3 separate regions of the Mus musculus genome follow, and regions 1 and 3 are each linked to region 2. A link is a contact called in public promoter capture Hi-C data. All regions are on one chromosome and are shown on one strand. Each heading gives the region's core, a stretch centred on a gene start, on an enhancer-like site or on the middle of the called end of the contact. The rest is flanking DNA. Distances are from core to core; before and after follow the strand shown.

Evidence for each region. Promoter capture Hi-C pulls out the DNA fragments that hold promoters and counts their contacts.
Region 1: a promoter capture Hi-C map of cranial neural crest shows a contact between it and region 2. The contact joins the promoter of Atmin here to the promoter of Sf3b3 in region 2. A contact is called at or near these places in 2 of 39 promoter capture datasets (cranial neural crest and liver).
Region 3: a contact with region 2 is called in a promoter capture Hi-C map of pre-B cells, with 4 times the contacts expected there. The contact joins the promoter of Tmem208 here to the promoter of Sf3b3 in region 2. A contact is called at or near these places in 3 of 39 promoter capture datasets (cranial neural crest, liver and pre-B cells).

What each region holds. Positions count from the first base shown.
Region 1 is chr8:116,942,059-116,945,423 of GRCm38.p6, reverse strand. It overlaps Atmin (ATM interactor), which reads right to left and starts at 2,031. Exons shown (of 4, transcript NM_177700.4): 1 at 1,674-2,031. The coding sequence starts at 1,997. It also overlaps a transcript of Cmc2 not described here.
Region 2 is chr8:110,845,139-110,848,434 of GRCm38.p6, reverse strand. Sf3b3 (splicing factor 3b, subunit 3) reads left to right here and starts at 1,632. Exons shown (of 26, transcript NM_133953.2): 1 at 1,632-1,760. It overlaps Cog4 (component of oligomeric golgi complex 4), which reads right to left and starts at 1,411. Exons shown (of 19, transcript NM_133973.2): 1 at 1,226-1,411. The coding sequence starts at 1,384.
Region 3 is chr8:105,325,047-105,328,367 of GRCm38.p6, reverse strand. Tmem208 (transmembrane protein 208) reads right to left here and starts at 1,991. Exons shown (of 6, transcript NM_025486.3): 1 at 1,894-1,991; 2 at 1,222-1,317; 3 at 139-198; 4 at 1-46. The coding sequence starts at 1,899. It overlaps Lrrc29 (leucine rich repeat containing 29), which reads left to right and starts at 2,100. Exons shown (of 7, transcript NM_001368408.1): 1 at 2,100-2,141. The coding sequence starts at 2,118.

The sequences.
Region 1 (3,365 bases), core at 782-3,281, 6.1 Mb before region 2:
CAAGACCCCGCCTAAGAACTGAACTGAACCAAACCAAACCTGTACTGGCTCAGACATGTTCTTCCTGTCACGTGTCATACCTGCCCTCCTGTGTATTTCTGAGCTGTGAGCACCAATCTAATGTACATTATCACACCACTTCACCACAGCCAGTGGCATCTCTGTGCTTCCAAGGCAGAACCAAGTTGTAGGGGTACAGTGCTCCCCCAATAGCAGGTCCAGATTAAAGAACAAACACTTCGCTAAGAAATGCTGGCTAGAATCACTGTGGCCAACACCAAGGATGCCCTTGGTCAGAGCAGCAGCTTTGTTTTGTGATCAGAAATCACCCGGGGCTGGAGCTGAAGCTGGAGCCCAGAAGAGTGCTTGCCTAGAAAACCTGGGTTTGGTCCCAAGCACTGAATAAAAATGGGCATGATGATGCATGCCGGCAGCCTCAGCATTTAGGAGACTTCAGGAGCATTTAGGGCAGGAGGATCAAGAGTTCAAGGTTATCCTCAGCTACATGGTGAGTTTGAGGATAGTTTGGGCTATACAAGGACATGAACTATCCTATCAGCAAGGGGGACAACACTGAAGGCTGGTGACCGTTGTTGAATGCAAGTTGTAAGGAGCTGAGGGATTAGGCCATGGAATTATTACAGGCACACTCACTCTCCACCCCCCTAAATCATGGTGAGAGAAAGAGAGAATTTAACATTTAGGATGAAAGAGGAAGCTTCAGGTTGGAGCCTGTAGTGAGTTGTGTTCTGGAACGAGGCTCAAACCTTTACACAGAACTTCCTCAGCTTGCCCCTGCTGACATTTCCTGACTGACCTTTCCCTGACATCACTGTTGCCTTTTGTTGGCCTTACTACACTTATTGGCCTTACTACAGAGTAAAACCTAAAAGTTACAGTTGGGGAGTTCTCAGGGGTGGGGGTGGGGGATGCCCACGGTGAATTCACCTGCAGGTCAGAGAGATCCTGCAACCCTCCAAGTAATGACTCAAATCTGACCAGGGGAAAGGCGCACAAAACTGCTTTCAGTGACTTGCGTTTTCCAGTTGGAGCACTGGGGGCACTGAGATCTGACGGTGAAAGGAAGCTTTCTACTGTAAAAGCTGAGCAGCTGTGACTTAACAGGTCTGGCATGGGGGCCCTAACATCTGATTTCCTCCCCCAAGCTTCCAGAGTATACCATGGGTTTGAAAGCCACCGTCCCCATTTATGTAACACGGAGAGGTCTTGGTCAGACATCCGTCATACCAGCTACCGGTGAACCTCCTCCTTACAGATCCACGGGAGAAACCTCCCTCCCCTCTCCTTCCTGCGCAGAGTTGATCTCAGCAGCCTCGTGAAACTTGCAGCTCAAGTGCCCAGAGTCCAACCCAACCCGCAGCCGCTTTTGAGTGACCAGGTAGGACCCACCGGCAGTTTCGTGGGAGGGGCGGAAAGCCTGCGGGGTTGCATCTGGGTGCCTTGGCGACATCACCTGTCGCTCATCCTTGGAACCTGAGTAAACAGGCAGGCTCCCCGAGGTGTTGTGGGCACGCCACCGAGAAGCTGCTTGCCCGGTGCGTTGTGCGCGCTCCCCCGCGCTCTCGCCGTGCTCGGTCGGTCGGGCGCAGGTGGCAGGGCACGGCGCAAACCCCGCACACCCCGCGCCCGCGTCCCCGCCGCGGCCCGCTCACCTGCAGTCGGTGGCTCTTGACGAGGTGCATGTTGAGCGCAGGGCTGTTGGGCAGGATCTTGCCGCAGCCGCGCACGGTGCACAGAATATTGGTGCGCACAGCCCGGGACAGCTCGCTCACAGTCGGCTGGATCAGCTCCCGGGCCGGTGGCACCGGGGCCGCGGCCCGAGCCCTGGCCGGTCTCGGCCGGCTGCCTTGCAGTCGCGACTCGGGCGGCCTCCACGGGCTAGAGGCGGCGGCGGCTCCCCGCGTGCTCGCCGGCGTGGCCGGGACACCCGGGGCCGGACCCGCAGAATCGGCCGCCGCCGCCTCCGTGGCCGCCATGGCTCCCGCACGGCCGCCAGGCCCCTCTCGCAGTGCCCGCCCCCGCCGCAGCCACTTCCGGCAGGGGGCGGGGCCTCCGGGCTCATTAGCATCCGGCCGGTCGGTGGCCGCAGCGCCGCCCGCCGGCCGCGGCGAGCGCGTGTTGGAGGTTGAAGTCCCATGTGCTGGGAGAACAGGTGAATTGGATAGGTTCCATGAACCCACACTTTCTACTTCCTAGGGACCTGAGCTCAGGCAACAGCTGGATAGAAGAGAAAGAGATGCTTTCAGGTTTAACCTTTTTTTTTTGACCGTTGATTTATTGTTATTAGGAATAAATTTTATATTGTAGACTATTTGATTAGCATGCTTAAGGCCCTGGATTTGATCGGTAGCACACTAAAAACAAAACAAAACAAACTTATCTTATTCTTTGAGGCCCCGCCTGGCCTCAGAATCCCCATATAATCAAGGAGTCCTTGAACTCCTTATTCTCTTACCACTACCTCCATACTCCTGGGGTTTTACTAAGCCTAGTGGTAGCGTTAAAGATTGAACCCAGTGCCTTAGACGTGTACTCTGCCAGCTGAGCTACAGCCCAGCCCCCACAGACTAATTCTCTCTTATCTCTGAAGAGGGAAGAGTCTGAGGTGGATCTAGTCGGCTGAAAGCAAGGTGTCAGCTGGGCTTGTTCTTCCAAGGATCTTGCCTTTTTCAGCGTCTAGAGGTCACCTGCATTTCTTTGCCAATGGGCCTTCCTTTACACCAAAATCAGGAATGGGAAGTTGAGTCTGTCACATTTCATAACCGACATCTATCGTCATCATGCCACCTACTACATTGGACCTGGGTATCACAGGGCCAATGGGCTCAACTGCAGAGTCCCTTTGCCTTGGGGACATACTCAGACTCCAGGAATTCTGAAGCAGGCATTTTTGAGAATTGTTCAGCATGACGCTAGGCTTTCTTGTTCAGATTCCAGGTCCAGATTCCTGCCAACTGTACCAGGGAGAGTTACGAAGTAGAATAAATACCCCAGCAAGTGCAAGGGCTTCGGCAGTTCCCATTCAGCCACTCATGAACCTTGTGGGCAGAATGACTTCTTTGTATGTGACTGACTGGTCGGGAGAGTGGTCAAAGGGAGCTAGTGGGGCTAGGGGGATGGCTCTGTGGTTAAGAGCACTTAATGTTCTTACACAAGACAGGTTTGATTCCAAGCACCCAAATGGTGGTTTACAACCATCCATAACTCCAGTTCCCAGGCACGAATGTGGTATACATACACAGATGCAAACAAAGCACTCATACAAATAAAATCAAACCATCCCCCCTCCCCCTTAAAAAGGTATGTATGGAGGAAATGTCTTTAAGCCTTAGTTAGGGTTTCTA
Region 2 (3,296 bases), core at 383-2,882:
CACAAAGCCAACGCTACTACATTTTATAAGACCGCAAAAATTTCCCCAATGTATTAATTGCTTCAAAGAATATAGACTTAGGAATGTTAAGTCAAGAGCACTCAACTTTAAACCACTACTTGTGTGGGAACTGCTGGAGCAGATGCAAGGCAGTACTTGAAAACATTCAAAGGTAGTAACAACTCTCTTTTCCTCTATTCAGAGCGCTTTGAGAGCTGCATGACATTAATCCCAGCACTTGAGTGACAGCGGCAGGCAGATTACTGAGTTCACTGCAAGCCTGGTCTACATAGTGAGTTGCAGGCCAGGTAGGGCTAGATAGTTAGAGCCTATCTAAAAAGAAAAAAAAAAAAAGTTCCCTGGGAAAAACAGCTGCCAAGGTTTTTAGGTGAGAGGTTACATCTTCTGACTTGCAAGGAATCCATCCACGAACTGACAGCACCAGACTGCCATGGAAAAGAAACAAACGTATATAAAGAGATATAGCATGCTATTAATAGAAAGGAAGCCGAATCCTTTCCACACCTGTTACTTGATTGACCACACATCCGAGGTACAAGAGATGAAATCACTTGTCCGAGACCAGACAGCTGCGCCTTAGTCTTAAAACTTCAAAGTCCTAACAGGGAGATTTCAAACTTCTAGGGAGTTGTGAGCTCGCCTATAATGCCAGTAGCTTGAGAGGTTGCTCTAGGAAGGTAGCCAATTTGAAGACAATATGGGCAACACCGAGGCCGTCTCAAAATAAGAAAACATCCAAATGCCTACACTTAACTGAAATGCTAAAAATACACACATAATCATTTCTTCCAAGAGAAAAAGTCTTAGACCTTCAAGCTAAATAGAAAGGAACTTCTCCTTTAAATGAGTCGAGAAGAAACTTTCGTAACTTTTCACTTCCCAAGCCAAAGCAATTCTTATTCTGAAGTCAAGCCAATTCGGTATACACATATGTATGTGTGCATGTAATACATACATGTACGCGCACACACACACACCACTTCCAGTTTTACTCGTCAGGGAAATCAATACGGAGGCAGACCAAGGAAGTAGTCCAGGTAACAGGTCAAATAAGCTTGAGTAGAACTGACAGGTGTACCCAAATGCCCAACTACATTAAAGCCTCTTGGGAAGCTGCTTTCTCGTTTTCCCTGGTAAAGCGATCGACACCCGTGATGCCCTCTGCCACCGGATCCTCCAGGAAAAAGGAGGTTCAGCTCCCCACCTCCTCGCCACAGAGTCGTTCGTACACAGCTTCCAGCTCCTGCAGCTCTGTCAGAGAGCGAATGAGCTCGGTGGAGATTTCGGAGCAGTGTCCTCCTCCCACCCCCTCCGGTGGCGGAGGAGCTCCTGACAATTTCAGCGGAGACTCCACCTCCGCCATCTTGGCTCCCGGTGGGCGCTTCCGGGCTTGCGAGGTCCCCTCTGCGTTGGCGCGGTGACCTTTGGGGCTGCCCACAGATATGCCCGATCAAAACCATTGGAAGTCTATTTTTAAAACTAACCTTCTATTTTACAGAAAACTTACCGTAACGTATAAATTTTAGATAACTCATTAGTCTTCAGGTGCAAGATGAAAACATCCCAAATTTACATCTATTTATCAGGCGGGGGCTAGATACCTTTTTCCCGTCGCGCGGCACCCGAAGGCCCGTCTTGAAGGCTAATGGCGGACGCCGGCGGATCGGCAGTGGCGGTGGCTTAGGCCTTGAAGCGATTCAGCATCCGTCGGGTACCGAAGCCATCCTTCTTGCAGCAGGGTAAAGAAGTGGCCTCCCAGCTTCTCTGTCGCGGAGGAAGTGGAGAGCGCTCATAGGAGAGAGCTGCCCGGCACCTCGGCCGGAGCCGCAGGGGCAGTTTTAGGCCCGAGAGGTTCGGTAGGCGTGAGGTTAGGGAAATGCTTGCCGTGGGCAAATGGCCTCGTGGACTCTTCGCCCACTTGTGTCTTCAGAGTGGGAACGAGTCCTTTAAGGCTTGCGAGTTTAACGTGGTGGCACACTCGTGTATTTCCACCACGCGGGGGAGGTTGAGGAAGTGGGAGTCCCACCGAGGCTGCATAGGAAGACTCGAGATTGAAAGACTATTCAATCAGCAAGGGGTAAAAATTCTGTTTGTTCAAAATGTGCAACTATCAGAAACCGCCCGGGAGCCGGGGATCTGGTTTGAACTTGTGCATTTGGTAGTTAGGCAAAATGTTGTTTCTCCTCTGAACCTCTGTTTACTGTAAAAGAAAGAAAAAAAAAACCCGAAGGCTAATAGTACCCATTTGAAGACTGTGCAAGATAAAAAGGAGGTGATGGTGGAACCGGAGATTATAGGCAGAGGCGGGGGAGGAAGCTTTCCACGGTTTGGCTGTTACGGTTACCTGATACCGGATATTCCTCCAGGAAGCACCTCTTCAGTAAGCCAGGAGATCCGTTTGTTTTGGTGTTGAGTGAGTAGGTGCTCATTTTAATCCTCCAAACCTAATGGTAGAGAGCACTTGCCCAAGGCCATAGGTTTCCTTCTCGTAGCCTCAAACACGAAATTCTGCATACAGAGCCTTACGAGGCAAGGTACCATCTTCCCCCCTGTTAAAGCAAATGTCCAAAGTCATAACATCACGTTCGCTGCTTATGGTGCAGCCGGAACTCATCCGTGACAGCCTTGTAAATTGTGAGGTCCTCTACCCTCAAGCTGCCAGTGCCAGTTCAACCTTTAGGGATAAGCCTTAGAGATATTAGTTTATTAGGTATTTTAGGACTAAATCTTAGAGGTATAACTTCATTTGCTTATATGTAGCGTTAACAGTTTCGCTAACTGAATTATAGTGTAGGCATTGAGTAAGATTCTCGGTATCTGTAGCAGAAAGCTGTCTTGTTGGTTTCTCAAAAAAATTCATCCTTTGGTTAAAGACAGCACATAAAATATGCAATAAATATATGTTCTTGAACATGCACATATATAAGCATATGGAAAGATGTAAGTTTGGTAAGATTTATAACCCAGAGAGAGAATGGGGTCTCTGGGAAATGAATCTGAGGTTTTTAGAGCCTTGAATAATGTGGATGTGTAGACCCTTGAACTACAGCTAACTGTAGGTTCTCATTTGTCTGGCAAAAAAAAAAAAAAAAAAATCACAAAAGGCACGTTTGTTAATTGAGCAAGTTGTAGGTTCTGGCATTTAACCACTTGCTCTATGTTGTCCAACTGATAGGATTTTTGAGCTTAGGGTTCCCTTGACCATAAGAAGTTTGGTTTTGTTTGAGACCGGGCCTCTCTTTGTATCATAGGCTGGAACTGAGTGTGTGACTCAG
Region 3 (3,321 bases), core at 742-3,241, 5.5 Mb after region 2:
AGTGGTAGCTGGCCCCGTACACGGCCAAGCTAAAGCCCAGGGCCATCTGTAGGACAAGAGTGAGAATGTCACAGGCTGGCACCACTGACCATTCATGCACGGGCGCGCGCGTGCACACTCCTTTCCCAGGATACTTACCCAGGCCCAGAATGAGGCAGAGGAATAGAAGAAGACCAAGGTTACAAGGCAGTAGATGGCCTGCAAGCACACAAACACGATCAGGTTAGGGCTGAAGGCCAGCCCCCCACCCCGCAAATTATGGGCTTTCCTCAACTCTGACCGAGAACTGGGCCAGACTAGGAGGAAGAAACCTGGTGGTGGAAGACCTCTGCTTTCTGAGTCAGATAGCGCTTAGACTCATATCTGTCCAGGAAGAGTAGCCTTAGTATAACATGTATAAGCTTGGTATGGCCTCAGTATAACAAATCTCAGCTGGGACTTTTTATTTATTTATTGTTGTTTTGCTTTGTTTCCCCTTCATTTCTTCATGTTTTGCTTCTATGTCTAGTTCATATTTCTTCTGTGCCTGGCTACTTTTTTTTTTTAAATGGTTTAAAATTAAAATACATTTTACATGTATGAGTGTTTTTGCCTGCAATGTATCTATGTGCACCATGTGCCTGACGCTGTGCCTGGTACCATAGAGGTCACAAGAGGGCATTGGATCCACTCAATGAGAAGGTTTCGAGCTACCATGTGGTGCCCCTGGAGTGGAACCGAGGTCCTCTGTAAGAGCGACAAGTGCTCTGACCACTCAGTCCCTGGATACTTTGGGGGGAGGAGGGCAGTGTTTGCTGGCGATGCTGGCAGAGCCTAGCCAAGGGCTCCACCACGGCGCTACACCTGCTCTCACTCTCTCGAATGAGACTTCAGTCTTTCTGTGGGGCTCTGGTTACCACTCAACACTCTGACCTCAGTCTTCCAAATAGCTAGAAATACAGTTATATGCCACTATGGCCAGCTTCACTTATTAACCCCATCACCCCTTTTTATTTTTATTTTTAATTTTTTTTTTTGAGATAGGATTTCTTTGTTACTCAAAGCTAACTTCAAACCGCCCATCTTTCTGCCTGAGCCTCCCTGGTGCAGGGATTACAGGCTGGTGTCTGCCTGGCTTCATTTCTTTACAACGTTCTCTTTTGGAGCCTTGGCTGTCATTTGCCAGCGCTCCTAATCAGATAGGAATGAGAGGGCAGAGAAAGCACAAGGCAAGCAACTTACGTTGGCTCCCAGTATGATCCGAAGGTAAAACTTGAGAGTTTCTTTGTTCTCTTCAAATATCTGTTTCTTCCCTCTGGTACCCACTTTTCCTTTGGGCTGCGGAGGGTTGGTGAGATGCTGTCAGAGCTGTTTTGCCTCAGTCCTCCTCACTCCCTGTACCAGCCTGGTTACCTGCAGCTTTATCTACCCCGCAGCCAAGTCCTTAGCGTGCTTTGTCAACCCTAGCAATCCCTGAGATACCGACCACTCCTCTAGTCCATCTTCCTAATATAGTTAGGACACCGACTTTACTGTACCCCCAGTTATGATCGCCTAATGCTCACCCCAAAACAATTCAAATTACGTTAGTATCTTCTTTGGCTTTCCTCGTAAGGTTCAGCTTTGGGTTGAGATCCTCTCCGGGAAAACTCCAGCGGAACTTAATGGCGTCCCTCTGGGGTAGTGGTTTAGATCTGGAACTGGCAACTACCCTCGCCCGCGCCCGCCCTAGCCTCCAACACTAGTCCTGGTGTAGTCCTGCACGGCCACTCTCCCCGCATCCCGTTCGGTCTAGCACAGTCCATTGGGTGGCGCCCCTCTCTGGCCCAGTGCCTTATGCCTTCGAGCCCTTCTGTTTTTACTTTCCCAACATCGGGAAAGCTTTGCCGGTGCAGACCACGCCTTGTCCCTTACCGCCATGGTGCGCAGCAGACACCCAGCCACTGAAACAAGGGCGAGTAACTGGAACTGCAGTCAGTAGACACCACATCGGCAGCACATGCACTTCCGGTAAAGAGCGCAATCGTTCGCTCCTGGGCGGAAGTGGATTTCATTTCCTTCCGAAGCCCCGCCCCCTGAGTCGGTGGGACTACACTTCCCAGAAAACCTTGCGTGGGGGCGGAGACGGCAGAACTGCGATGGCGGACTCGCTGCCTCTGGAGGTGAGAGGAAGCGAGCGGTCCTTCAGGCCTTGGTCGGGGACAGGCCCCGCCTTCGGGGTCCCGAGCTTTGGGGAAAGGCTATCTGACAGCTCGCCCGGCACCTCCCGCCAGGCGGAAACGAGCCGCCCGGCGGATCCCACGACCTGAAAACTCTGGGTAACGGTCCTCTTTGGGGCCACTTCGACCCCTTCGGTTGGGATACCATTCCCTCTTTACCCATTGGCCCCAGAAGATGGCTGCTCTGTCACCTCAATGAGGACGGACTCACTGCCCATCCCTTTCCCTTGAGATGGCCGTTCCCTCCCCCTCAGTTCTAGAAGATGTCCGCTCCACCGTCCCTGAAGGGTAATCAATTTTATCCCCATTGGCCCCTTGGAATGGTCGTTCCATTTCCTCCACCCCTCCCCCACCGTCCTCGCAGTTGGAAATAGACTGCTCCCGCCCCCTAGTTCTGGGGACCATACCCAATGTCCTTAATGTAAGACAAGCCTGCTCCTCATTCTAGACCCCTAGTGATGGCTGCCCCTGTATTATTCAACCCCATGGGGTGTTTGTTCCTTTAGCCAGGGGCAAGGAGATACAGATGCAGGCTTTGTGTCTTGCACCTTTTTTGAAATGGCTTCTCTATCCATTTTGCCCTGAGGGTTGGCAACCCCCTCTCGTTGCCCTAGGAAGTCAGGCCTTTTCCCTTGAGTCGTGACATCCTATTCCCTTTTGGCCCCAGAAGGTATCTATTCATCCCTGTAAACCCCATGGGTTACCAGTAGTAGTAATCTTTTGGGGTGCTCTCATGGGATGACCACTCCACCCCTATCTCTACTCCTCTAGTGCTAGAAAGGCATTTCTCAGGATAATGAATTATGTATGATCCTTTCCATTAAGACATGTTGTCCTTTAGCATGGCTCCCAGGGTTGATCATTCAGAAGATAGGTCAGCCACTCTCTTAGTCCAGTCTTCCCTCTTAGCCCCCTAGGGATGGGGGCTTAGTCATCCCAGTCCCATCCATACTCTTCCTCATGTCTCTCCTCTCTGGTCCTAGTCATTTTCCTCTGAATAGTAATCTCCTTTATCCCCCACCCCTTCCCTGAGCAAACCTTTGGTGAAAGTAGAGGCAAAGGACTATCTTTAGTCCAGTAAATACTGGGTGAGTACTGCGTATGTACTTAGCATCTGAGAAGA